Linked DNA regions of Sus scrofa: region 2 is linked to region 1. Evidence: chromatin contacts called from public HiChIP or PLAC-seq data. All regions are on one chromosome and are shown on one strand. The core of a region is the stretch at or near the end of the contact, and the rest is flanking DNA. Distances in the headings are between cores, read along the strand shown.

Evidence for each region. HiChIP or PLAC-seq counts read pairs in DNA pulled down with a chosen protein or histone mark.
Region 2: an H3K27ac HiChIP or PLAC-seq map of skeletal muscle shows a contact between it and region 1. The contact joins two enhancer-like sites. A contact is called at or near these places in 1 of 5 promoter capture datasets (liver), 3 of 47 Hi-C or Micro-C datasets (liver and skeletal muscle) and 1 of 2 datasets of contacts at active chromatin or transcription factors (skeletal muscle).

Annotation. Positions count from the first base shown.
Region 1 is chr4:79,603,804-79,609,154 of Sscrofa11.1, forward strand. No RefSeq gene overlaps it. Among named protein-coding and RNA genes, the nearest start is that of UBE2V2, 46 kb to the right of the region's middle. Within about 2 kb of position 2,653, at least 28 of the 83 cell types and tissues checked have an H3K27ac peak or open chromatin away from gene starts, as enhancers often do. A contact at or near this core is called in skeletal muscle, where this site is marked.
Region 2 is chr4:79,696,926-79,702,228 of Sscrofa11.1, forward strand. It overlaps PRKDC (DNA-dependent protein kinase catalytic subunit), which reads left to right. Exons shown (of 86, transcript XM_021089419.1): 8 at 2,048-2,103; 9 at 2,185-2,215; 10 at 2,669-2,826. Among named protein-coding and RNA genes, the nearest start is that of PRKDC, 12 kb to the left of the region's middle. Within about 2 kb of position 1,591, at least 5 of the 83 cell types and tissues checked have an H3K27ac peak or open chromatin away from gene starts, as enhancers often do. A contact at or near this core is called in skeletal muscle, where this site is marked.

The DNA of each region.
Region 1 (5,351 bases), core at 1,403-3,902:
GCCTCATTGAGTGGGTTAAGGATCTGGCCTCGGATCCAGCGGTGCTGTGGCTGTGGTGTAGGCCGACAGTTACGGCTCCAATTGACCCCTAGCCTGGGAACCTCCATATGCTGCAGGTTCAGCCCTAAAAACACCAACCAAAAAAAAAAAAAAAAAAAAAAAATGAGCAAAGGACCTGAACAGACATTTTTCCAAAGAAGACGTACAAACAGCCAACAGGCACATGAAAAGCTGCTCAACATCATGAGGCATCAGGGACTGCAGATCAAAACCACGGTGCGCTGTATCGCCTCCCACTTGTGAACCACAAGTAACAAATGCTGGTGCTGATGTGGAGAAAAGGGACCCACCCGCACGGCTGGTACAAGGGTAAACTGGAAGAGGACCCTCCTGCTCTGTGGGGAACAGGGTGGAGAGTCCTCCAAAAATTAAAAACAGAACTACCTATGATCCAACGATCCCCACGCCTGGGTATTTATCCAAAGGAAATGAAAGCAGTATCTCAAGAGATGCTCGCACGGCCGGCCGCGCAGCCAAACGTGGGAACACCCTAGGTGTCCAGCCACAAATGAATTATAATAACAATTGTTCTACTATCTTGTCACATCCAGGTGACTGAAGGCAACGCTTCCCTGCCTGGAACAAGTGGACATCCAGGCTCCTTTCTTTCCTGCTCAAAAGACACAGCGTCCAATGTGGACTAGAGCCTCATGCCCCCCCCGCCCCCACCGCCTCACTCCCCAGCTGCCCCAAGCCTTCCCGCCCAGGGCCAGCACCTCGAGTTCCTGGCTGGGGCCTCACCCAGCATCTCGCCCTGTCTGCATAATCCCAGCCCCTGGTCCCAGCTGCCAACTACACTGTTGCTTGTGCTCAAATCCAGAATGCGCAGATTCAGAATCAGCATGTCCACTAACAAAGCACAAACGCTTCACCTTTCCCCCCTGCCTGTCTACTCAGGCCACAGCTTGCAGCGCCCAGCAAAGGGTGAAGGTGCCAGGAACGGAACTGAAATAAGCAGCTTTTTCCTCTCCGAGTGGTCTCTCCTCACTGGTCATGATGTTTGCTTTCTGCTATTTAAAGCTTCAATAATTTAAACAATAGTTATCGTTTGAACTGTTGTTTCAAACAACAGTTCAAAGGTAAACAATAATTACAGTTTTGATTATTAGCATGAATTTTACTGCTCAGCTTTTATTACAGAATACCAGTTTTATGTGCAAACACAGGAGCATATGTGGAATCATGGCAATTATACAACTTGCATTTTTTAGCTCATACCTGCTCTGTATTATGTTTTTACCAAAACAATGGAAACACTACCCCAAACAAGCTGATGTGCTTTTACTTTTTTTTAACGTCTTCTTTTATTTTTATTTATTTATTTATTTTTATTGCACCTGCAGTAGGCAGAAGTTACCGGGCCAGGAATGGAACCTACACTAGAGCCCCAGCAGCGACAATACCAGGTCCTTGACCTGCTGAGCCACCAGGGAGCTCCTACTTGAGCTTCTTGATCTGCGGTTGCTCTGCCAGCCCTCCTCAGCAACTCTTCTCCTGCTCACATGCACCATGGAGATGACGATGCTGTGCGTCCAGGGTCTGCTTCCCAACCTGCCTCCCCAGGAGCAGCAAACAGGGTCTTTTACCCTCTGTTCCCAGCACCAGGTGCAGAGGACAGGCCCCAGCCTTCAGGGTCAACCACCAGGCCTCTCATTTCCACATTTATTTTGATGCCAAAAGACAACCATGAGAAGGGTCATCAAAACACTTCAGGGCTCAACCCAAAGCTGTGAACGGCAGTGGTGAGGCTCCAGGCACAGGGTGGTTGGCGGGCGCCAGGTCTGACTTGAGTCCCACCCTTGCCCGGTGTGTTGCTGGGAAGAGCAGCTAACCACTCTGGGCTTAGGTGTGTTTCTCTTCCAGGGAAAGGTCTGTGAGAGGGGACGATGGCACACACTCCCTCCAGCCACTGCCAGCCCAGGACCTCACTTCCTCAGCAGCAGCCCCTGTCACGGGCAGCCCCCTGAAACCGGCTGAACACGCACACCCTCTGGCTACAGAAGGCCCATTCCTCCTCTCTGAATCAAGCCAGAAATCAAGACCAGGGCTCTGCAACCCGCTCCCAGGGACAGACACAGGGACAGCCCGAGTCCAGTCAGTCCTCTACCCCTCTGCTCCCCACTCCATCCAAAGGCGCCTGGCACTCTGACCCTGTGCTCGCGGATGATCATGACTCCCTCTGACCCGACCCAATCCTTGTCACCTTCCGTCTCAGCTCCAGGAGGCACCCAAGCCACGTGCACCCCAGCCGGGGGTGCCGGCCCCAGGAGGGACAAGGCAGCCAGAGCCCAGCCTCCGCCCACGCACTGCCTGGGGCCCCTGCGACCAGCAGGCCAGGGCCAGGCCGCGGCTGTGAGCCCACGGAGAGCGCGGGGCCGTGCTGACCCGACGCCAGGGAACAGAGGCTGCAGCCAGGGAAACGAGCAGGTTGGCAGCCCCAGCAGCGGGGTTCTCAGAACTGCTGAGTCTTCTTCCAAAGCAGCCTCCAGAGAACCACAATTCAAAACTGGCTCCATCTGGGAGAGTCCAAATTGTTTTGGCAGTTCTCTGGAAGGGGAAAAAAGACAGCTAATCCCTTCCCTGTTCCCTCCCACGGCAGAAGGAGAAGTTAGAGCACAGGCTCACTGGAGCCAGCTCCAGAAATTCACTTGAAGATCTGCAGACTTGCACAACATGCGACGCTGGAGAGGCAATTTTGCAGCTAAGCGGGTGTCTGGAGACTTTATCTAAGTGTCCCTTTGTCTTTGCCTGGCCAGGCTGGCACCTGGGACCAAGAAGAGGCCTTTGTCTCCTCCACCTCAGGAAACTGGGTACAAACAGCAGCCGTCAGGATGTGACCGTGGAGCCTGGCCGTGTGCCACTGCTTCCTGCAGGGTCAGAGGTCCTGAAGGTCGCCCTTGCTACGCAGACACACTTAGTACAACTAGCACGCAAGTTGCCCCATAATGTCCCCAACACAAAATCTCCAGCTTGCACAGTGACCCACATGCACCTCTGCAGTGCCGAGCCCAGCTCGAGATGCACACTGAGGAGGTGACTCTAGTGGGATGCCCGGAGGAGGCCAGTCAGTGCAGGGAGCGCCTTTTGCCTGAGAATGAGCTGCACAAAGGAGGCAGAGCACAGCGGGTCACATTGCAAAGGGCAGGAGGAGCCATGGGAGCAGGTCCATGAAGCCCGAGCACCTGAGCAAGGAGCCCGGGCCCTCCCATCCTGTGCTCAGCCAGCAGACGGTGTGGCATAAGCACAATCCTGGCCCCACAGACCCCCCTTCCCAGCAGGGCATTCCGCGTGGCCAAGCTGCTGCTTCCTAGGTGACTCCCACCTCCACCCCCCAGGAAGAGGGTGCCCCCTCCTCTTGGTGAAAGAGCTCAGGGGCACCTGTAGCCTCAGATCTCCAACCTGTGGCCTCTTACCTGTGGTTCCAGTATGTGCACCTTGGCAGCACTTGAAACCACGAGTGCTGTCCTCTCCCTCGTCCTTACCTCCCAAGGCTCCTATTCAACCCCTAGCCTGGGAACTTCCATATGTCACAGGTGCAGCCCTAAAAAGACAAAAAACAAAAAACAAAACAAAACAAAATGAAGAGTATTAGGGACAGATGACAAAGGCAAGGCTGTACCTTTTAGAAAGCAAAATCTGACTCAATTAAAATTTTTAAATTCTGTTCCATAAAAACACCTTACAGGGAGTTCTCTGGTGGCTCAGTGGGTTAAGGATCTGATGTTGTCGCTGCTGTGGTACAGGTTCGACCCCTGGCCCATGAAGTTCCAAATGTCACAGGCACAGCAAAACAAACAAAAATATTAAAAAAAAAAAAAAAACTTACAAAGGGAATGGAAAACAAGGCACTCACTGTCCCCCTTTAAGGGTCTCACAGCTGCAATCCTGATGCCCCCAGAGAATTGGAGCCAGCTCACATCCCCAGCACACACATTCACGGCAGCATCTTCTCAATAATCAGAAGCTGGGAGCAGGTGCAGCACCCTCACGGACGGGTGCACAACACGTGTGTTCCTACCGCATGGGTATTACTCAGACACAGCAAAGGGATGGAAGAATAGACACCTCACGACTCAAGGAACCTCGAACCCAAGGCCCCGGGGAAGAACTCGGACACAGAGGCTCACGCATCAGGATTCCATTTACCTGAACCGTCCAGAGCAGGGGCAGAAAGGGCACTGGGGGTGGCAGGCTCCGGAAGAGAGTGGGACCGAGAGGGACTGATGATGGGATCAGGGTGATGGCACCACATTGTCAGTGCGCTAAATGTCCCTGAACTGCCCACTTTAAAACAGGCAACTTTAGGAGCTCCGGTCATGGCTCAGCAGAAATGAATCTGACCAGCATCCATGAAGATGCAGGTTGGATCCCTGGCCTCACTCAGTGGGTTAAAGATCTGGTGTTACCATGAGCTGCGGTGTAGGTCTCAGACGCAGCTCGGATCCCGAGTTGCTATGGCCGTGGTGTAGGACAGCAGCTGTAGCATGGATTTGACCCCTAGTCTGGGAACATCCATATGCTGCATGTGTGGCCCTAAAAGCCAAAAAAAAAAATTTAAATAAATTTTAAAAAATAAAATGGATAATTTTTTTAATGCTACCTAATTTCATCTCAGTCTTTTCAAAAAACAATTTCATTGCATTTTGATACTGTCAGAAATCACGCAGTAACTTCCCCTTTAGTCACGGCCTTCCTTCTTCAAGTGAAAACGTATCGGAATGCTCTGAGTGTGGGCCACACGTGGAATGTCTCTGGCTGAAACAGTCCGGCAGGCTCCACCCTGCATCCCAGCAGCCCTCCAGGGAGACCGGGATCCCTGGGCTCCTCCAAGGATTTGAAGCCCCTCTCTTCACTTCGCACATAAAAACACCGAGGCCCAAAGCAGGTGTCAATTGCTTAAGAAGCTCAGGCATTTTTGGAGTTCCCCTTGTGGTGCAGTGGAAACGAATCTGACTAGGAACTGTGAGGTTGCGAGTTCAATCCCTGGCCTCGCTCAGAGGGTTAAGGATCCGTTGTTGCCACGAGCTGTGGTGTAGGTCGTAGATGTGGCTCGGATCTGGTGTTGCTGTAGCTGTGGTGTAAGCCAGCAGTTACAGCTCCAATTCGACCGCTATCCTAGGAACCTCCAAATGCCATGGGTGAGGCCCTAAAAAGCAGGAAAAAAGAAGCAGCAGCTCAGGCATTTTTGAAAGACTTAAGATAAATTCATATTTTCCCACCTAAAAAATAGCAATGAAGCCTTAGCTTTGGGCTCAGCAAGCAGTGTGGATAATGCAGCAGAGGTGTGAGGA
Region 2 (5,303 bases), core at 341-2,840, 92 kb after region 1:
ACCAGGGCTGGTGGGGGATGGCTTGGAGGAGAGCAGCTGGATCGGGTCCACAGGTGAAACCAGGGCAGGGTGAGCGGTGCTGATGGGTTAGGTGGGGAGTCGGGAAAGGTGCTTGCGAGTCTGGCCAGCTAGCTGGAGGATGAGCCACACAAACAGAAGCCCACACGCAGAGGCTGGTCCCCACCAGCCCCTCTGTACCCTGAGACTGCCAACACATCGCTGCCCCCCACCCTCTGTATAAGTTAGCCCAGGACTCTCCTTCCTGGGAGCTCTGGCTGCTTTTTCCAGCTGCTGCCTCTGCGCCACTGGAACTCTGGCCCTGGTTTCCTGCAGGCCTCCAGCTCTCTCAGGTGTTGTAGGCACTCCTCCTGTGGGTGCAGCTTCTCCGGCTGCGGAGCCCGATGTGGGGTGGAGACCTTGTTCTTCGGAGGAGCCTCCAGGGCTGTGATTCCCTCTCGCCGACAGAATGCTGGGGGCGTGGGCCAGGCAGAACTGCCCCTTTGAGTGGCTGTTCCTTGGTGTCTTCAGTTGTGTCTTGAGGTCGTTCTCAGACAAAGTTTTTCTACTTGGAGCTGTGATCGTGGTGTGTCTGTGGGAGGAGGGGAGCTCGGAATCCTTCCCTGCCCCCCACCCCCCTTTATTTTATTTTTTCAGTCTTGTAATTATGCTTTATGAAGATGTTTTTCTTACTCTAAAAATATGTTCCTCATAGGAAATCCAGAACTAATAAAAAAGAAAACGAAAATCACCTGTTAGTCCACCATTAAGAAACACATGTTGCTAATATTTTGGCATGTTTCCTTCATACCTTTCTAGTTCCCAACCCACACATCCCTGGCTCCTCTAGCAGCACCTCATCTAAAAGACTTCCCAGACCTTTCATCATGACCTGACACCTTGATTTTAGCTCAGTGCCATCCATTTCAGAGTTCTCAACTTCCAGGACTACATGGTAATAAGTTTGTGTGGTTTTAAGCCACTAAGTTTATGATAATTTATTACAACAGCAACAGGAAGCTAATCTAACCAGCCTGTGGCAAGATTGAGGTTTAAGCCTGGGCATGAGGCTAAAATGTAGATGTTGGGCGTAGTGTGATTCTGTGACCGCAGGCACCAGGGCTGCATACCCACCCGCTCATTCATGGGACACCTAGTTGCTGGGTGCCTTTTGTCTGCCGACTGATGCTTTGGGCGAAGTGATGAGAGTCCCCAGCTCCTTGCCATGGTGAGTGTCTGCAGGAGACAGATGAGGCGCTTCGCAGGTTTCAGCGCTTCTTTGGGCAGACACGCTGGGTGCAGTGAATAGGCATGTGGGAGTGTGGGGAGATGGAAGAGGCACAGCGGGTGGTTCTCCTCAAGGGGGAACGAGAGGCGACGGCCTGCAGGCTGGCACAGAGCCGGCTGGGAAGGGCATGCCAGGCGGAGTGGCCTGTGAGTACCCGGCGGCAGCCTGCGGCTGTGGCAGGCAGGCTCAGGAGGGCTGGGCTGCCTGATGTGGCACTCTAGTGGTGAGCTTGCCCAGCCTGTGGGGGCCAAGTGTGAGGGGCTTCTAAGGCGAGCCCTGGTTTTCCTATAGGGAGCAGCTGTGCCAGTGGCTGACCAGCTGAAGGCATCGGGGGCGTGGCCTCGGCGGGCGTGAGCAGCTAAAGTCTTGCCCAGGTTGCTGAGCGGCAGGCGGAAGCTGCGCTTTCTGTGTTGGTTACGTTTAGCTGTGGTGGCTCCGCAGCCTCCAAGCATCTGTAGGGCTGGATCCTGCGGGGGAAGGAGCCGGCTTCCGACGTCTTCAGAGAGGAGCTGAGAGCATGAGCAGGGTTAGCTCTGGAGCCAGTGCAGAGAAGCAGGGAGTCTGCTGCCAGGAACTGGCTTGTGTCTAGCTCGGCACAGGCAGCTCCAGTGGGGTTCAGAGCACAAGCTGACGGGTGCTTAAGGGTCAGCGGAGTGAAGGCTTGGCGAGGGTGCCGCCTGAACTAGGTTGCTTGTAGGGTTCTTGTGAGGTGTGTCCTTGATGCACTTGTGATCTGACAGCCTGTGTTCTCTTTTTCCCCAGATCCCCAGACTTCAAGGGAGATTTTTGATTTTGCATTAAAGGCAATCCGTCCTCAGGTAGGATGAATATTTTCTCTAATTCCTTTACAGTTGAAACTTGTGATTGTCAAACACTGATGGTAAATTTTTTTTTGATAGATTGATCTGAAGAGATATGCGGTGCCTTTGGGTAAGAGTCTACATTTAATGAAGTGGAATGTTTCCGATTAAGTTGATGCCTTGAGTGAACTTTTGCTTAAATTGTGAATGAGAGCATGATGACACCTGTGACTGACATGCCTATGTGGTAATTGATGGGAGTTTACACAGGCAGAGGTGGCAGGCAGAGGTGGTCACATTTAGATTATGTGACTTCAGAAAACTGCTTTAGAGCAACTTTCAGGGAATTCAGATTGTTTGATTCTGACTTTATCTAAACAAATCCCGATCCTACTTCTGATGCTTGTTTTGGGGTCATTGGCCAAGTCATGGCCCTCTTGGTTCCAGTGGAGGTCTGAGAGGGTCCTATGTCATTAGCGATGATTAGTAATGATGCTGGAGCTTGGGGAGCACAGTTTGACTTTTGACACTTGTTCCACCCTTGGTTGTCCTACTCTAAGTGTGATGTGTTTTGCATCTGCAGCTGGCCTGTGCTTATTTACGCTGCATGCCTCCCAGTTTAGCACTTGCCTTCTGGACAACTACGTTTCCTTATTTGAAGTCCTGTCAAAATGGTGTAGCCATCCAAACATGGAATTGAAAAAAGCTGCACATTCAGCTCTGGAATCTTTTCTGAAACAGGTACTATTTAAAAATATTTTATGCAAAAAATTAAATTCCCATATTGTGTGTGAGCATTTGAAAATGAGTACAGGCTCATCTCTGGTGCTTAGGGAAGGTTGGCCACCAGGCGCAGGGTGGCAGCCGGTCTGGGGGAGAGCTTGGAAAGCAGCAGATCGGTCAGGGCCTCAGAGCCAAGGCTGGACAGAAGAAGGGGCAGCAGTGGAGAGGCAGGAGGGAGGATGGGGGTCAGGGTCGGGGTCAGTGGTCCTAAGACAAGATGCTTCTCTGCGTTGCTAGGAGACTGAGGAGAGCCCACCTGCCCTGGGGTGTTTCCATCCAGGTGGGATGTGGGCGTGGAGCCCGAGCCAGCAGTTGGCAAGGCGTCTCCATCAACCAAGGCGCGTGTACCTGTGCTTCTGTGCGCCTAGTGGCAGCTGGAAATTCCCGAGGACCAGGCTGGTGGTGGGAGTTAGCCTGGCTGGGTTGGCCCTGATGGAAGAGCCGAGCAGCGGTGCTGGAGTGGGGGTTAGATTCACAGGCTGACCCGAAGACCTCACCCGTGGCACAGTCGGGGTCCATGCAGAGACCCCCACACCTTGTTTATGGACTTCGGGTTGTTCCTGGTTTGGGGCTCTTTGAAAGAAAACAGCTGAGAACATTCATGACCAAGTGTTTTCGTGGGCATGTGCTTTCTCTCAGTAAACACCTAGCAGTGGTATTGCTGGGTCACATGGTATATTTTAACTTATAAGAAACTGCTAAGCTCTTTTCCAAACTAGTTGCACTGTTTTACATTCCCACTGGTGAGCCCTAGTCTCTCCACATTCTTGCCAGCACCTGACACAGTCACCCTTTAATTTTAGCCCTTCTCGTGGTTGTGCCGTCACCTGCTGTGGTTTTGAGTTTCTGTTGAGTCTGTTGATGATCTTTTTTTCCTGTGGTGGTTTGTCAATTCTTATGTTTTGTGAAGTATTCATGCAGATATTTTGCTTGTTTTAAAATCAGGTTGTATGTTTTTTAATCAACGAGCTATAAATATTCTTTATACAGTCGGGAGGCAAATTCTTTTTTCAAAATATTGCAGATAGTTTTCCTTTGTGGCTTTTGTTTTCATTTTCTTAACTGCCTTTTTTGAAGAGCAGGAGTTTGAAGCTTAAGTCCAAGCTCCCAGTGTTCCAGCTGACTCTCTTGCTGACCTCAGAAACTTTTGCCAGTCCGTGGTTGCAAAGGTTTTCTCATCGTTTTCTGCAAGAAGTTTTATGGTTCATAGTTTTAGCATTTACATTTAGGTCTATGATCCATTTTGAATTAACTCTTTTTTTTTTTTTTTCTTTTTATCCCCACTTTTTAGGGCCGTACCCACGGCATATGGAAAGTTCCCAGGCTAGGGGGCAAATCAGAGCCACAGCAAGGTGGGATCCAAGCCACATCTACAACCTACACCACAGCTCACGGCAATGCCAGATCCCTGATCCACTGAGCCATGCCAGGAATGAAACCTGCATCCTCCTGGACACTAGTCAGATTCGATTCCACTGCACCACAAGGGGAACTCCTGAATTAACTTTTGTGTGTGCTGTAAAGGAAGGTTTAAAGGTGCTTTTTTTCCTCTCCCATTTTTTTGGTTTGAGCATCACTTGCTAAAGGTTGCTTTCCCTCTCGACTAACCTGGGCACTTTTGTCACAAGTCAGTTAACCAAGTGTGTGAGTATGTTGTGGACTTATATTTCACTGGTCTGTTTGTCTGTTTGTATAGTACCTCACTGTCTTTTTTTTTTTTTTTTTTTTGCTTTTTAAGGGCGATACCCTAGGCATATGGAGGTTCCCAAGCTAGGGGTCGAATCAGAGCTACAGCTGCTGGCATACACCACCTCTCACAGCAACGCCAGATCCTTAGCCCACTGAACGAGGCCAGGGATAAAACCTGCAACCTCGGAGTTCCCGTTGTGGCACAGTGGTTAACGAATCCGACTAGAAGCCATGAGGTTGTGGGTTCGATCCCTGCCTTGCTCTGTGGGTTAAGGATCTGGCATTGCCATGAGCTGTGGTGTAGGTTGCAGACACGGCTCGGATCTCGCGTTGCTGTGGCTGTGGTGTAGGTTGGCGGTTGCAGCTCCGATTGGACCCCTAGCCTGGGAACCTCCATATGCCGAGGGAGCGGCCCTAGAAAAGGCAAAAAGACAAAACAACAACAAAAAAAACCTCTGCAACCTCATGGGCCCTAATGGGCCCTAGTCAGATTTGTTTCTCCTGTGCCGTGACAGGAACTCCTTTTTTATTTTTATTTTTTTTTAGTACCTCACTGTCTTGATGACTGCAGCTTTCTGTTAAGTCTTGAAATTAGGCGATGGATGTCTTCCAACTTAGTTTTTCTTTTCCATTGTTTTGACTTTTTTTTTTTTTTTTGTCTTTTTGCCTTTTCTAGGGCCACTCCCTTGGCATATGGAGGTTCCCAGGCTAGGGGTCTAATCAGAGCTATAGCTGCCGGCCTCTGC